Regions from separate parts of the Zea mays genome. Here region 1 is linked to region 2. Evidence: chromatin contacts called from public Hi-C data. All regions are on one chromosome and are shown on one strand. The core of a region is the stretch at or near the end of the contact, and the rest is flanking DNA. Distances in the headings are between cores, read along the strand shown. Region 1 holds the start of LOC100279211 (Acyl-CoA N-acyltransferase with RING/FYVE/PHD-type zinc finger domain). Region 2 holds the start of LOC107305682 (Cysteine-rich repeat secretory protein 55).

Region 1 (6,399 bases), core at 1,466-3,965, 320 kb after region 2:
AGCAGGCGCGGGCGAGGATGGCGCGGAGGGGAGAGGAGCGGGGGCATGGTGTCGCCTCTGTGGATGGCGGGTGTGGGCGAGGATGGCGGAGAGCGAACAGGGGCGAGAATGGTGGGGGCTGCCGCGGAGGCAATCCCTGGCGCCCTTCCATCGATGGAGATCGAGACGAGGGCGAGGATGGCGGGGCGGTCGCGGAGGCATCCGTGGAATTTTGTCCTTCCATCCACGGAGAGCAGGGCTGCAGGGACGCGAATCGCAGGGGCGGGGGCATGACACACAACTGTGGACACCCTCCTTAGAGCCTTATAGAGTAGTAGTAGATTTCTTATACTTAATATATGTAAACTATTATTTTTAAAATAAAAATGTAACCGTGTCGTGCCCGTGCCAGCACTACGGGTCGAGATGGTGGCCCAGACACGGCACTATAGTCGTGCCGTGCTAGGCACTGACACTATACTAGCCGGACCGGGTCGTGCCTAGGCCGTGTTTTTTCGTGTCGTGTCTGGGCTGGCCCATCGTGTTAGTGCTAAATGACCATCTATAATGACTTGTGTGTTAAGCCTATCTTAGACTTAGTTTTCACCCCCTGTTTAGTAACATCTCTCATTTCAAATCTTACGATATAAACTTCCATGTAAATGTTTGCATAGGTATATATACGATTTAATGGCCATAAACTTAAAACTTCACTATGTAAATAGAATCTAATACTAAAAAGTGTTTTATATTGTCATATGTACGATCTGTTGATCATAGTTTAGATATCTATTTCCATCCTTTTTCACGTATGAGTTATTTACTGTCGGTACCCTGAATTAGGGGTACCCCTTACTACAGCATGAAGACACGGTGCCCGTGCGGCTATCTCTAGCCGCGCGGTGAACAGCACCCGACCCCAACACGTGGGCAGTCCCAGAGATGCCATGTGGACAAAAGAGGTGATATACTCCAGGATACCATCAGTAGGTCCGGACCTCCTCAAGAAAGCATCGGGCCCCTGTACACATAGCCCGGACCTCCGAGTACGGTCCGGGACTCCCAAGTAAGCAAGCCGGACCCCTTGGATGAGGTCCGAACCCCTCTAAGTGAGGTCCAGGCCACCCGCAGCAAGGTCCCGGGACAGGGAATACCCTGGTCTAGGTCAAGGACAGGCGAGGGTCCGGTACTGACACGTGTCCAGGCTTTATCCAGTGCGCTTCCACTCCCCGCTCAGGCGGAGGCCCGATGCTGCCACGTGGACTATCGCCTGTGACGTAAACCAGCGGGCGGGGCCTGACGTAAGGCCTCTGGGCCGCGCTGCCTCTGCATTTATTGCGGAAAAGACGCGCCGCCTGTCTATCCGCTGACAGACGATGTGCCCTCTCAGCATTTAATGTGTCCTGTCCACTCCGCTGACAGGCGGCATCCAGGCCATCATGCAGGCGGCGTGCATGTCCAGTCCATTGTCAAACAGTACGCCCGTGCTGCGAGGTGCACTGTGTCCATCATCACTTATACGTTGCCAGGGAAGCTTCCCCTGCACGCCAATACTACGCAGATCATGGATGTCAGGGCACAAGAAGATTGCTCCAGCAACGAACATTAGTTGCTCCAAGTATTACATCTGCTATGTCCCTGGGCCCGCATGTCGGTGCTCATCACCCTTGTACGTGCCCCCCTTCAACTATAAAAGGGGAGGCATGCACCATTACAAGACAAGCTCACTTAGGCTCGAGCGGACTGAGACTTAAGCACACTTAGACGCTCACAAGTTCATACAAGCTCAATACATCACACAGTGGAGTAGGGTGTTACGCTCCGGCGACCCGAACCACTCTAAATCCTTGCGTGTTCTTGTGTTCTCCCCATTTTCCAACTAACAAGAAAAAAGCTTAGACCCCTTCTCATCTTAGGATTTAGGGTGGGTGCATTCCACCACCCGGCCGGAGATTTACTCTCCGACATTTACGTTTTCTCGGAATGGAATAATATGTGAGTACATTGGCCACAAGACTTGTGACAAAATCGATAGACCCAGTTCAGGCCACTTGAACATCGTCGTTTCTTTTAGGGCTAGTTTGAGAATTCTATTTTCTTTAGGAATTCATATTTTCTCAAAGAAAAATAATTATTTTTAAAAAACAGAAATTTATGAAAAATTAGAGTTCTTAAGCTAGAACTCCTAGATTCGTCACCGATGGCGGCTACGCCTGCTGCGGCTGCCACGACAAGGTCAGTCAGCTCGATCAAGTACCTATATGTTTTCGGAATACTTCGCCGGTTCTATGGTTTTGCTCGGATCTTCATCTTCTCATGGGTTTCTTCTTTGCGCCGCGCAGGTGCTGTCGTCTGTCGACGCCAAGGGCGGACATGGGCAAGGTGGGCCATGACCCATGGCTCCAACTCACTTTTATAACCTCGTTTACTGCAGCAAAATAAACAAAGTTTTATGCAGTAGATAGGGCCAAATCTAATAGAAGCTAGTTTTTTTTTTCTCTAGGCCCAACCCATCTAGAGCTCTACTGCTTGGTCGGCCTACTCACCACGCTAGCCGTTCGATCCCCTCCCCTCGCCGCCTGCCCTCGTTGTCGGCCGCCTGCCGCCGCCATCTCACGGCCTCCTACCTTCCCTCGTGGTGGGCTCCACCGCGGTCTGGTTCGTCTTCGATCGTGTGGGATACAGCTTCCTCTCCGTCCTCTTGAAAGCTATCAGAGCAAGCAAGCCAGCCACTTTACCTAGCTAGTGTTCCGGCTGATTCCACTGGCGACGATTCGAGGTAAGGAATTAGCTAGTAGCCAAAAACACCAACATCAAGTTACTATCAAGCTTGCACTGGCAACCATATAAAGTTAATGAGTTATTGTTGGTCCCAACAATGTTGAGCTGTGAGTCACGAGAGGGATTTTGATATTAGTCAAGGCTCCAGAAGTATTGTCTAGTGGTACTGCTTGCTTTATGTGGATGGAAGTTAAGCTGCCTGCCTGCTGCTGTATGTTTACTTGGGTTGCTGGATACCAGTCACAATAATTGTTCCAGGCCTTAGATTTAAAAAGCAGGGTGGCTTCATATTTGTTTTGGACTGCGTTGATGTTATTCTTATTCAGTGCAAAGATCTAGAGATACAGAGTGGCATATCCACAGTCTGATACTCTGATTAAGTTACAATTATCTATCTAGTGGCTGAAGATCCAGGGATACAGATATCTATCTAGTGACTATCTTGTTTCTGTTATTACTCTGTACTGAGTGGCTTTATGCCTCTATTTTTGTCTGTTGATGTTGGTCATCGTTCATATTCTACTTCAGTATCTTGAAACGTAAGTCATTATGTATGATCTGGTAACTTGACAGTAGTAATTGCATTTGAATTTTAAGAAATGTAATCAAGTTTCCTCATTGCTCAAAATTGATATGGTCTTCATTTTGCAATGTCTCTAATTGGTATTTATTTTTTCTGTGATTTTGCATGATATTTTGTGATCAGCAATGTACAGTGTACCTCTATTGTAACTAGGCTATGTGTCGTCCATTCAGAGTGGTATACTAAATTATATCTTCATGGATGTTTGGTAACTTAGCGGTATATTCACTATACTACTTTTGTCAACATATTTTTCTTGTATTGATTTTTATCTAATATACAATTTTTCGAAGTATAGATTGGATTTTTATTGGTGATTCGGTACAACCAAAAAGGATTTCCGGTATTTATGTAATTTTGGAACATTTCTGATATTATCACTTAACCTTCACGTTATCATCATAAAACTACTTTTGTCTGTACTGATTTGTCTCTTACGATGCCACCCCATTTAGAACCTTGTCCTGTGTCCGCCATTGGTCGGCGCTGCAGTTTGAGAAGCACGTGGGGGCGGAGTCGAAGAACCAGAACGGTAACATCCTCCTCATCAACGACAAGTTGCTCTACGACCTGTTCCACGAGCTCAGAAATTGGCCCCCTTGTGCGGAGGAGTTTTGGGCGACCGCCGGGGTACTCATGACTGTGCCTGCCACCGAAGCCTCATCTGCGCCGCAGGGGCAGCAAGCAGGCGCGCCCGCTAGCTGGGAACCCAACGGGGTTCAGGTTGACGGCGTGACGGTGGATCCCCCTTTGCCTGGACGGGGAGCCATGGTGATGCTGACCGAGGAGGAGAAAGCCAGCTTGTGTCTGCTTGGTTTGAAGTGAGTGATTCCACTGATCGATTTGTTATGGCAACTATCTATGCGATGGTGTAATTTCGTAGCGAAGTGTTAGACCTTCAGTGGGACTCGGGGACATGTGTTCAATCATAAACTGGCATAATCAGACAAGTATTTATGCAATTATCTATATTAGTACTCGTTGCATGTTACTTAGTTCCTTCAGTTTTTAAGCAGGCAAAGCAGTTCCACGGCTGAGTTGGACACTATATGCGGCATTGAAGGGCCTGCTGCGGAACAGATCAAAGATGAAGCAGGTGGTGACCATGTGATGCACGATGCTCTAGTGGGAGTGACAGAAACAGAGTATCAGCTAGACAGTGACCTTAGAGATGTTAGAGGACTGCTGTCCACTGGACTTCTTGAAGGTTTCAGGGTGACCTACATGAAGGATGAGGTGTGTGTTGTTCCTGCTGGCATTAGGATTGTTGATTGAGTAAACTGACTGAAACATAGGGTTTTGTATCTCAAGGACAACATTTATGCTTCATTTTGATTATATTTAGGTGGAGGAGGTTGGACGGATAAATGGACAGGGTTATTCTTGTGGCTGCTCAAAGTGTAATTACAATAGTAATGTAAGCTTTCTGGTACTGTTTGTGTTGCATCAATGATAAGTTATACTGCTCTTTTTAATTTGTCTGGTAACTGACCTCATGATACCTGATAAATTGTAGATTATGAATGCGTGCGAGTTTGAGGAGCATTATGGTCAGTCATTTGACAACCAGATTGATCACATCTTCTTGGATACCGGGATTTCTCTATTCAGGGTGGTGGAAGCACTGAAACCTTGTAAGCTTAACATGCTTGGGGATTTCATTGAAGAGAAGATTGGTTTCCCTCCTAATTTGGATGAGTATAACAAGTGGAAAGGTATTTTAGCTAGCACCTAAGGATCTGTTGGTTTTGTGTGTTGCTCAGAATGTGCTAATTTTTTCCTTGTCCTATCTTCCATCTTGTTGATCGTTTAGCTTCATTTCAGAAGAGAAAAGATTATTTAGATGCTGTGGCTTCAGATGGTTGTTTGACTCAGAGGTAGGTTGCATTGCAAAATTTCAATAGGACTTAAGTTCAGATTTATAAATACATATATACTGTGCCATGTTATCTTAAGATCTATTTATGTTCCTATATTCTATATAGTATATATGCATCCATAGTTTTACCTACTATTGTTTTGGGGCTTCAGCTTCTGTATATACTCCGTAAGCCCATAAACCTTGCAAGTGATGGCTTGGGCTAATTGGATGCATTTTCAGTGAGAATTGATTTTTAACTTTGAACTGACATCCCTATCCTTGCTAATTTGTTGTTCTATCTCTTAACTATTTTAGCAAACCTTTTCACCATTTCGATGAAGTGTACTGCCAATTTGCAGTCACTTACATTTAAATCATCATAATGCTCCTCATGCTAACTTCATCTTGCTGTGAAACCCCACCTCTAGTTCACAGGGGTTGGCTGCAGGGGAGATGATTTACAGTTTGAGAGATTACTTGAAAGATTCTGTCAGCAATAGCATCTCAAACCTTAACTGGAGTGCATCTAAAAGGCGGTCTGGGAGACGGTTTAGACAAGGAGACACTGGGACTTCAACTCCAACCTTTAGCGGAAGCCCAGGCAAAGGGGGTTTTGGCCACTCTACTGACACCTCAGAGAAGAAAGGCACTGAAGAAACTCACAGTGAGAACACAGGAGACCCTCTCAGCATCGATGGTGTTAAGTCTGATTCTCCATTACCTACTGCAGTAACCACTAACCACTCTAAACACGATTCAACAAATTTAGGGCTTTCTTTATCAAGTCCAGTAAAAATCACGCAAAGGCCACTCCGAAACTGCAGCATAGACTCAAAGTCAAAAGAATCAAAAACAAGGTAAACGATTAAATTTTTTGTAACATTTAAGGGATCTCTTTGCAAAAGCTGGTGAAAGGCGCTCTTTTACATGACATTTCGAAATGATGCATAACCTACCATTTCTTCAGGGATACCACTTTGCATCCACTGATTTTCAAGGAGGATGGCCTTGCAGATAATACTTTGTTGACTTACAAGTTAAAGAATGGAGAGGTGCTCTGGATATTTATGTGAACTATATTGGCCCCCTTTTCCGCAATCACCTGAATATGTAGCACTCTTAAGAGGACTCACGCTTCACTGTTTTTAGGCTCTAAAGCAAGGGTATAAACGGGGAACATGCATCATCTGTAACT
Region 2 (6,390 bases), core at 3,398-5,897:
AATTACAAATGAAACCATATAGAAAGCATCTGCCATATTAGGGAACTGCAGGGTGCAGGCTCCGGCACGCCGCAATTACCGGCTAGCCGCTGCACACTGGCCCGCCTCCGGACTCCGCCGATGGAGGCTCGACCCACCTGCCGCTAGCGCGCTATGCACGTGGTATCACCCCGTCTCTAGTTCTTCAGTTCCTGTCTCTAGTTCTTCAGTCGATTGTAGAGTTAGTATGTGTGAGAATCGGTAGCTGAACTCGTCGGAATTCCAAACAATTGGTATGAAAACTGAGGAAGAAGACCGGGAGGATATATGTATCGCCGGAGCGCTCGAGGACACTACAATTCCGGCGAGGACGGACCGTGGACTCGCGAGGTCGTCATCGAGCGCGTTGTGGAGCACGTCATAGCGCCTGGGTCGACCACATATCCGACCCTCACCAAGACTAACTACAACGACTGTGTTCTGCTAATGAAGGTGAAAATGCAAGCACGCGGGCTTTGGGAAGCTGTGGAGATCGGCGACGTCGACGAGCGCGACGACCGGATGGCACTGGATGTCATCTGCAGCGCCGCGCCACCAGAGATGGTGGCCACACTGGCTATCAAGCCCACGGCAAAGGAGGCGTGGGAAACACTAAAGACGATGCGGATCGGCGATGAATGAGTGAGGAAGTCGACGGCACAGAGGCTACGCCGCATGTACGAGATGCTCTCGTTCCGAGACGGCAAGTCGGTGGAGGCATTCGCACTTTGACTCACGGACGTGGTCGCGCAGCTCGCTATGCTAGGTGATTCAGATTCGCCAAATAAGACCTTGTTTGGTTATTCACACTATATATGGATTTTATGGGATTAGAAAAAATTTAGAAAAACTTTGACTTCCTTGGGATTTAAACCCATCCAATCCCACTCAATCCATATGAATTGAGAGCTAATCGATTAGCCCTAACTTAGTGGAGAAGTATCTTTGGATCGGGAGTCAAGGTACAAGCAACTAGTAGTTTCCGACTGGATGTGTCGACCCTGTCGATGGAGGATATCACCGGCCGACTGAAAGCGGCCGAGCATGCTGATGATGCCTCACCACCGTCGACGGGGGGTAAGCTGTACCTAACGGAGGAGCAGTGGGAGGCTCGGTGGAAGGAGAAGCACCGAAATGACGCCGGCGCGTCGAAGTCCGGTAACCACAGGCGACGTCTACGTCGAGGCGCGACAAGCAACTGGCGAGCGAACCGGTGCTGGGAAAGGCCGCGACCAGTGCCGGAGCTGCGGCAAAACTGGCCACTGGGCCAGAGATTGCCCGTCTAAGTCCAACAAGGGGAAGGCCTATGTCGCGCAGGCCGAAGAGGAGGAGGGGACTCTGCTCCTCGCACGGGTCTCCTCCGTCCAGCTCCGCCCGCTCTGCGGTGGAGACCGCATCGTCGGCAGAATCCCCGGCGCTGGAGGCTTCTCGGGCTCAGATCCACCCACAGGAGACCCCGGTCGGGGCATTGGAGGCGCCGCCGGGACAACTGTTGCAGCTAGCGGTCCCGTCCCTGGTGGAGGAGGCGCCGACAGATCATCCCCCGAAGCAGGTGGCCTGGCCCCTGCTGGAGAAGGCGGCGCCGGATCCACCACCTCTAACCCTAGCCCCAGCGCTGGAGGAGTCGCCCAGTGCTGTGGAGGGGCCAGTGACCCTGCTGCCAGCGCTGGAGAAGCCACGCGCCGCGACGGAGCAGCAGCACGTACATCTGGTGGATGACAGAAGGAGATGTTGATGACCACGCAGGAGATGGTTGGATTCACGGAACACAAGGAATTGGTTGGATTCAGTGACAGTGACCACGCAGGAGATGTTGACGACAGAAGGAGCACAAGCGGGTTGTTCTTCTTCTTGGCCAATAATCCTATCACTTGGCAGTCCATTAAGCAAAAGGTGCTAGCTCTCTCATCCTGTGAGGCGAGTACATAGCTGCAGCAGTAGGTGCATGTGGAACAGTCTGGCCAGTACGACTACTGAGGCCTAGTGTAGGTATTCTAGTAATGAGTCGTATTAGAGTGAATTGAGATATATTGAAGGAGTATTTGATATATTGAGGATTTACACACTCTCCAATCTCTCCAAAGCACTCTAAACTCAAAGTACTCAAACTAGATCTGAAGGATGTGATGGGAGGAGAGCCCGAACCATCGGTCCTCAAAGTGGACAATAAGTCAGCAATCGACCTTAGCAAAAACCCTGTCCACCATGATCGAACTAAACACATTGACACACGATTTCATTATATCAGAGAATGTGTGGACAGGAGGAAAATTATCCTTAAGCAGATTACAACTCAAGATCAGCTCACGGATATATTGACAAAGCCGCTGGATCGTGTGAAGTTCTAGCTCCTCCGTGATCGCATTGGCGTCGTCAACATAAAGGATGAGCTCTAGGATTAGGGGGGTTTGTTGTCTGTAATCCTGATGTCTATCCGTTGGGACTTAGCTCCTGTCAGTTAGGACTTAGCTATATTTTTCTTTGAATTCGTTGGCCTGAATAACCGGCCAGTTAGTTGTGGCTGAACGAGTCTAGTGCCTGTCGTAGGCCAGTTCATGCGGGGCGAGTCCGAGTCTTAGGAGAGTGCGCGAGTGCTTGTAGGACGTGGGATGGCACGGCGAGTAAACGCAACATGAAGTGCATGTAAACGAGTCGAGTCTGTTTATTAATTCAGAGCAATACGACAGAAAAGGTTGTCCGTTACACAGCACCAAAATATCACCTCGTCTCTAGTTCTTCAGTTCCTGTCTCTAGTTATTCGATCGATTGTAAAGTTAGTAAGTGTGAGAACCGGCAGCTGAACTCGCCGGAATTCCCAACACGTGGGCGGCCCGGCGGCCGCCAAGACTCCACGCCGCCTTTTGGATTTGAACATTTGTACGGAGAGGAACAGCGCAAGCGAAGGGACGACGCTCGTCAGGTCCATCGCCGGCAATGGAGTTTAGGAAGATAAGAAGAAAAAGAAGAGAGTGGTCTGAACTCTGAACTTCGCCGGCCGCTAGCTAGAGCGAGTGTGGCTTGTGCATGCCCAGATCAATCTCGCCGGTGTCGCTTGAGATGAATCCATGCCAGCTCCAGCAGGCAGCATACAGCGAGCAGGTGAAATAAAGCTCTGCTTTTTGCCCATGCTGTCGCATGTTCCCTGCTGCCAAGCTTTCAAATTGCAACTAGGTACCCTGGATTCAGGTAGGCGCATTTTCCATTCTGTTCTCCATTTAAGATACTCCTCTGAGGCTACTAGTAGTTTTCACGTACTCTCCAGTCAGGAAAAAAAAGTTCCAGCGGCTGAGATACATGGTGTGGTCGTCGAACCAGCGGGACCTGTCTTGAGATTGAGAGAATGTTCTTCCATTATGTATGTCCCACTGCAACAGCAAACAAATATCGAAACAAGAGTAGCGCGCAATGCGCATCATCGATCCGTGTTAAGCTTGAGCAGTGGAGTAATCTTTTACATACCGAATGATGCATGCTGATGGGAACATAAAAGTTGGTGGTGACTGATCGTAGTTTAACATATCAATACTATTGCTTCGACGCAGAGATGTACTTACACTGCATAAGCTCTTAACACATACAGTTGCACATCTTTATTGCTAGCTAACGCAAGGCTACTTTACCCTACGTTAAGGCACACAAGTCACTTCAGGCTAATTAAGGACGCACGACGATCTTGGTGTTCTTCGTCATGTCGGTGGTGGCGAGGCCGCCGCCCTTTCCGGCGAGCGGGAAGTAGAAGGGGTAGATCTCGTAGCGCACCCTGCAGCTGCTGTAGTTGATCTGGCAGCCCTGCTGCGCGCCGCAGTAGTCGCCGAACCTGGACAGCGCCGTGGACAGGCACTGCGCGCAGGTCAGCGGCGCGAGGTCCCGCGTGCACTGCGCCAGCCCGTAGATGGACACGAACGGCGTGTACTGCTCCTTGTCCCGCCCGAGCCCCGCGCTGCCCGCCGCCGACGCCTGCGCCGTCGCCTTGCCCATCACCTTCCCCACCGCCTTCTCGAACGCCTTCGGGTTGTCCATGGCCTGCACGTTCACCAGGATCACGCCCGCGTCCGTGTCCGCCTGCCCGAAGAAGTTGGCGTTCTCGTACCGCATGAAGCAGTAGTCGTACCTGCATGCATATGTATGTATGCAAGCTCGATGCTTAGCATTAGCAGTTGCATACTTGCATGCATGTGTCTACATAATTGCATACGTATCTATACAGCCATGCAGTGTTGAGCATACCATATCCTCGCGTCGGAACTGTAGCTGCAGGTGCTGGGGAGCTGCTTGGCGGCGTCGGCAAGGCAGGACGCGCAGTCGCTGGCGGAGACGTCGCCGCGGCATTGCGCGAGGCCGTAGATGATGCTGTTGTTGCCCTTGCCGGCGGTGGACGTGGCGTAGCCCCCGGTGGAGGAGGCCGAGGCGACGAGGTCGGCGAGGACGGAGTTGATGTTGGCCACGGCCTTGCTGCTGCCAGCGTAGCTGCTTCCTGAGCAGTAGCTGCCGATGGAGTCCGCGGCCATGCCCAGCGGGAGCAGCAGAGCCAAGGAAACAACAAGCAGCATGCAGCAGCGCATCCTGCTGGACTCCATGGCAGTGTAGGGTATGATTGAATCAAGCTCTCGAGTTCTTTGCAAGTGCGTGCTCTCCATTGAGAAGAATGGCTGGAGCTTATATAGTGCCGGGATCGGAGAGCGCGGATAGGAGATCGAGCAGAGGTGCTTGCTGGTTTGCTGCCGAACGTTCTTTATTTGACTGTTTTCTTGGTTGCATGCAAATTTTGACGTGGACATTAGCATGAGTGCATGACCGTGAGCACATGCTCCCTCTTCTATGACTTTTTAATTATCGTTCTCGCTTTATAAAAAATGTAATATAATTAGCTTTTCCAAATATATTAAAAATACTAATATTTGTATTATATAATTAGTATCATTAAATAGATTATTAAACCTATTTAAAAGTTATGAATATTGCGAATGTTTTTTATAAAGATAGTTAGATTTAAAAAAATTGACCAGCACATTTTATAGACATATAATTGCTGGCCGCTGAGTCAGCTGCTGGTCCACGGGTGGGCACGGGCAGAAGGGCACTTGGCAACTTGCAGACATTGGGCTATAGCTGGATTGGCGGCTCCATCCGCGCCATGCATGTTACTAGTATGGCCCATTGACTTTGACTTGGGGCTTTGCATGGTTTAGACTTTAGACAACACTTGTGAAGAAGTTGTGTGATTGTGACTTTGTCCTTGGGAGTAGCAGTTTAGCACATCACAGCTCATAGACGAGAGCTCCCTGGATTTCGATTTCCTGGGGTTCAGAAAAAAAGAGAGATAGAGAGAGAGAGAGAGAGAGAGAGAGAGAGAGAGAGAGAGAGAGAGAGAGAGAGATCAGCTTTGTTTTGTTATAATTTGCATGCAAGTTAAAATAAAGGTTGTGTTTGTGTCGGAGACATTCGTAGTCAGCTAGCTAGATGTTGTACTACTGTAATGCACGATAAAAACAGGTTGTAAGTTGCTCGAGTGAACCAATATATCCATGTCCATGTAGTGATGTGGATGGTAGCTGCCTAGTAGTGACTAATTACCTAAACCAATCGCACGTTTAACTGTCAGAGCATGTAAATCTGGCGGCCGGAGTGAAGGCCGAAAAGGAAGAAGAGGACCAGACGCATCCATCTTGCATGCATGGTCCACCAATCCCCCTAGGCCATAGGTGGAGTACACTGGTCTTAAGTTGTGTGGAGTTCCACTCGTCCACCCAGAAGCAGACACGACGCGGAGTAAGAGGAGTTCATCCACAGAGCTGACCACGTCAGCAAATTTTAAGATAGAAGCATATATAGAACTAGTGCTGGGAATTGGGCCGGGCCGGGTCAGTCTGGCCTAAGCCTATCGTGCTTCGTGCTAAACGGGTTCGTGCCAGGAAAGCCCTAAATCACGTTATGCCTTCGTTGGGCCGTGCCGGCCTAAGCCTGGCCCCGTATATTTGACCACATAAAATCAAAATATTACAACCATATAAAGTTCATGGCTTACTAAATTAAACATATTAAACAATTCTAGCATCATTTAACCACATAAACTCTAAATATAACACCAATATAAAGTCGATATCTTACTAAATTAAAGAAATTAAACAGATTGGACTTAATTGGGCCGTGTCGGGGGCCCGACGGGCCGGAATTTGAGGCCTGACCCAGGCCCGCCTTCGGGTCGTGCTCGTGCTAGCCCGAAAAGCCCGGCCAATATTCCCAGCACTATATAGAACCCCCAAATCCAACGCGGAATGTGGGGGGGGGGGGGGGGCTAAGAGGAAACTCGTTCTTTTTCTCACTTATACCGTACTATAGAGTCACCTCACCAAAATTCTACCCCTACTTTTC

What was found. Hi-C and Micro-C count contacts between places; a contact is called where the count stands out from the background.
Region 1: a Hi-C map of tassel shows a contact between it and region 2, with 2.3 times the contacts expected there. The contact joins the promoter of LOC100279211 here to the promoter of LOC107305682 in region 2. A contact is called at or near these places in 3 of 25 Hi-C or Micro-C datasets (ear, leaf and tassel).

Annotation. Positions count from the first base shown.
Region 1 is chr1:41,690,058-41,696,456 of Zm-B73-REFERENCE-NAM-5.0, forward strand. LOC100279211 (Acyl-CoA N-acyltransferase with RING/FYVE/PHD-type zinc finger domain) reads left to right here and starts at 2,716. Exons shown (of 23, transcript NM_001360944.1): 1 at 2,716-2,758; 2 at 3,467-3,562; 3 at 3,642-3,686; 4 at 3,836-4,164; 5 at 4,360-4,579; 6 at 4,689-4,760; 7 at 4,860-5,058; 8 at 5,157-5,220; 9 at 5,633-5,868; 10 at 5,974-6,061; 11 at 6,172-6,256; 12 at 6,354-6,399. The coding sequence starts at 3,545.
Region 2 is chr1:41,372,738-41,379,127 of Zm-B73-REFERENCE-NAM-5.0, forward strand. It overlaps LOC107305682 (Cysteine-rich repeat secretory protein 55), which reads right to left and starts at 4,648. Exons shown (of 2, transcript NM_001320826.1): 1 at 4,246-4,648; 2 at 3,497-4,129. The coding sequence starts at 4,595. The coding sequence ends at 3,673. It overlaps LOC100381585, which reads right to left and starts at 2,730. Exons shown (of 1, transcript NM_001356628.1): 1 at 929-2,730. The coding sequence starts at 1,901. The coding sequence ends at 1,323.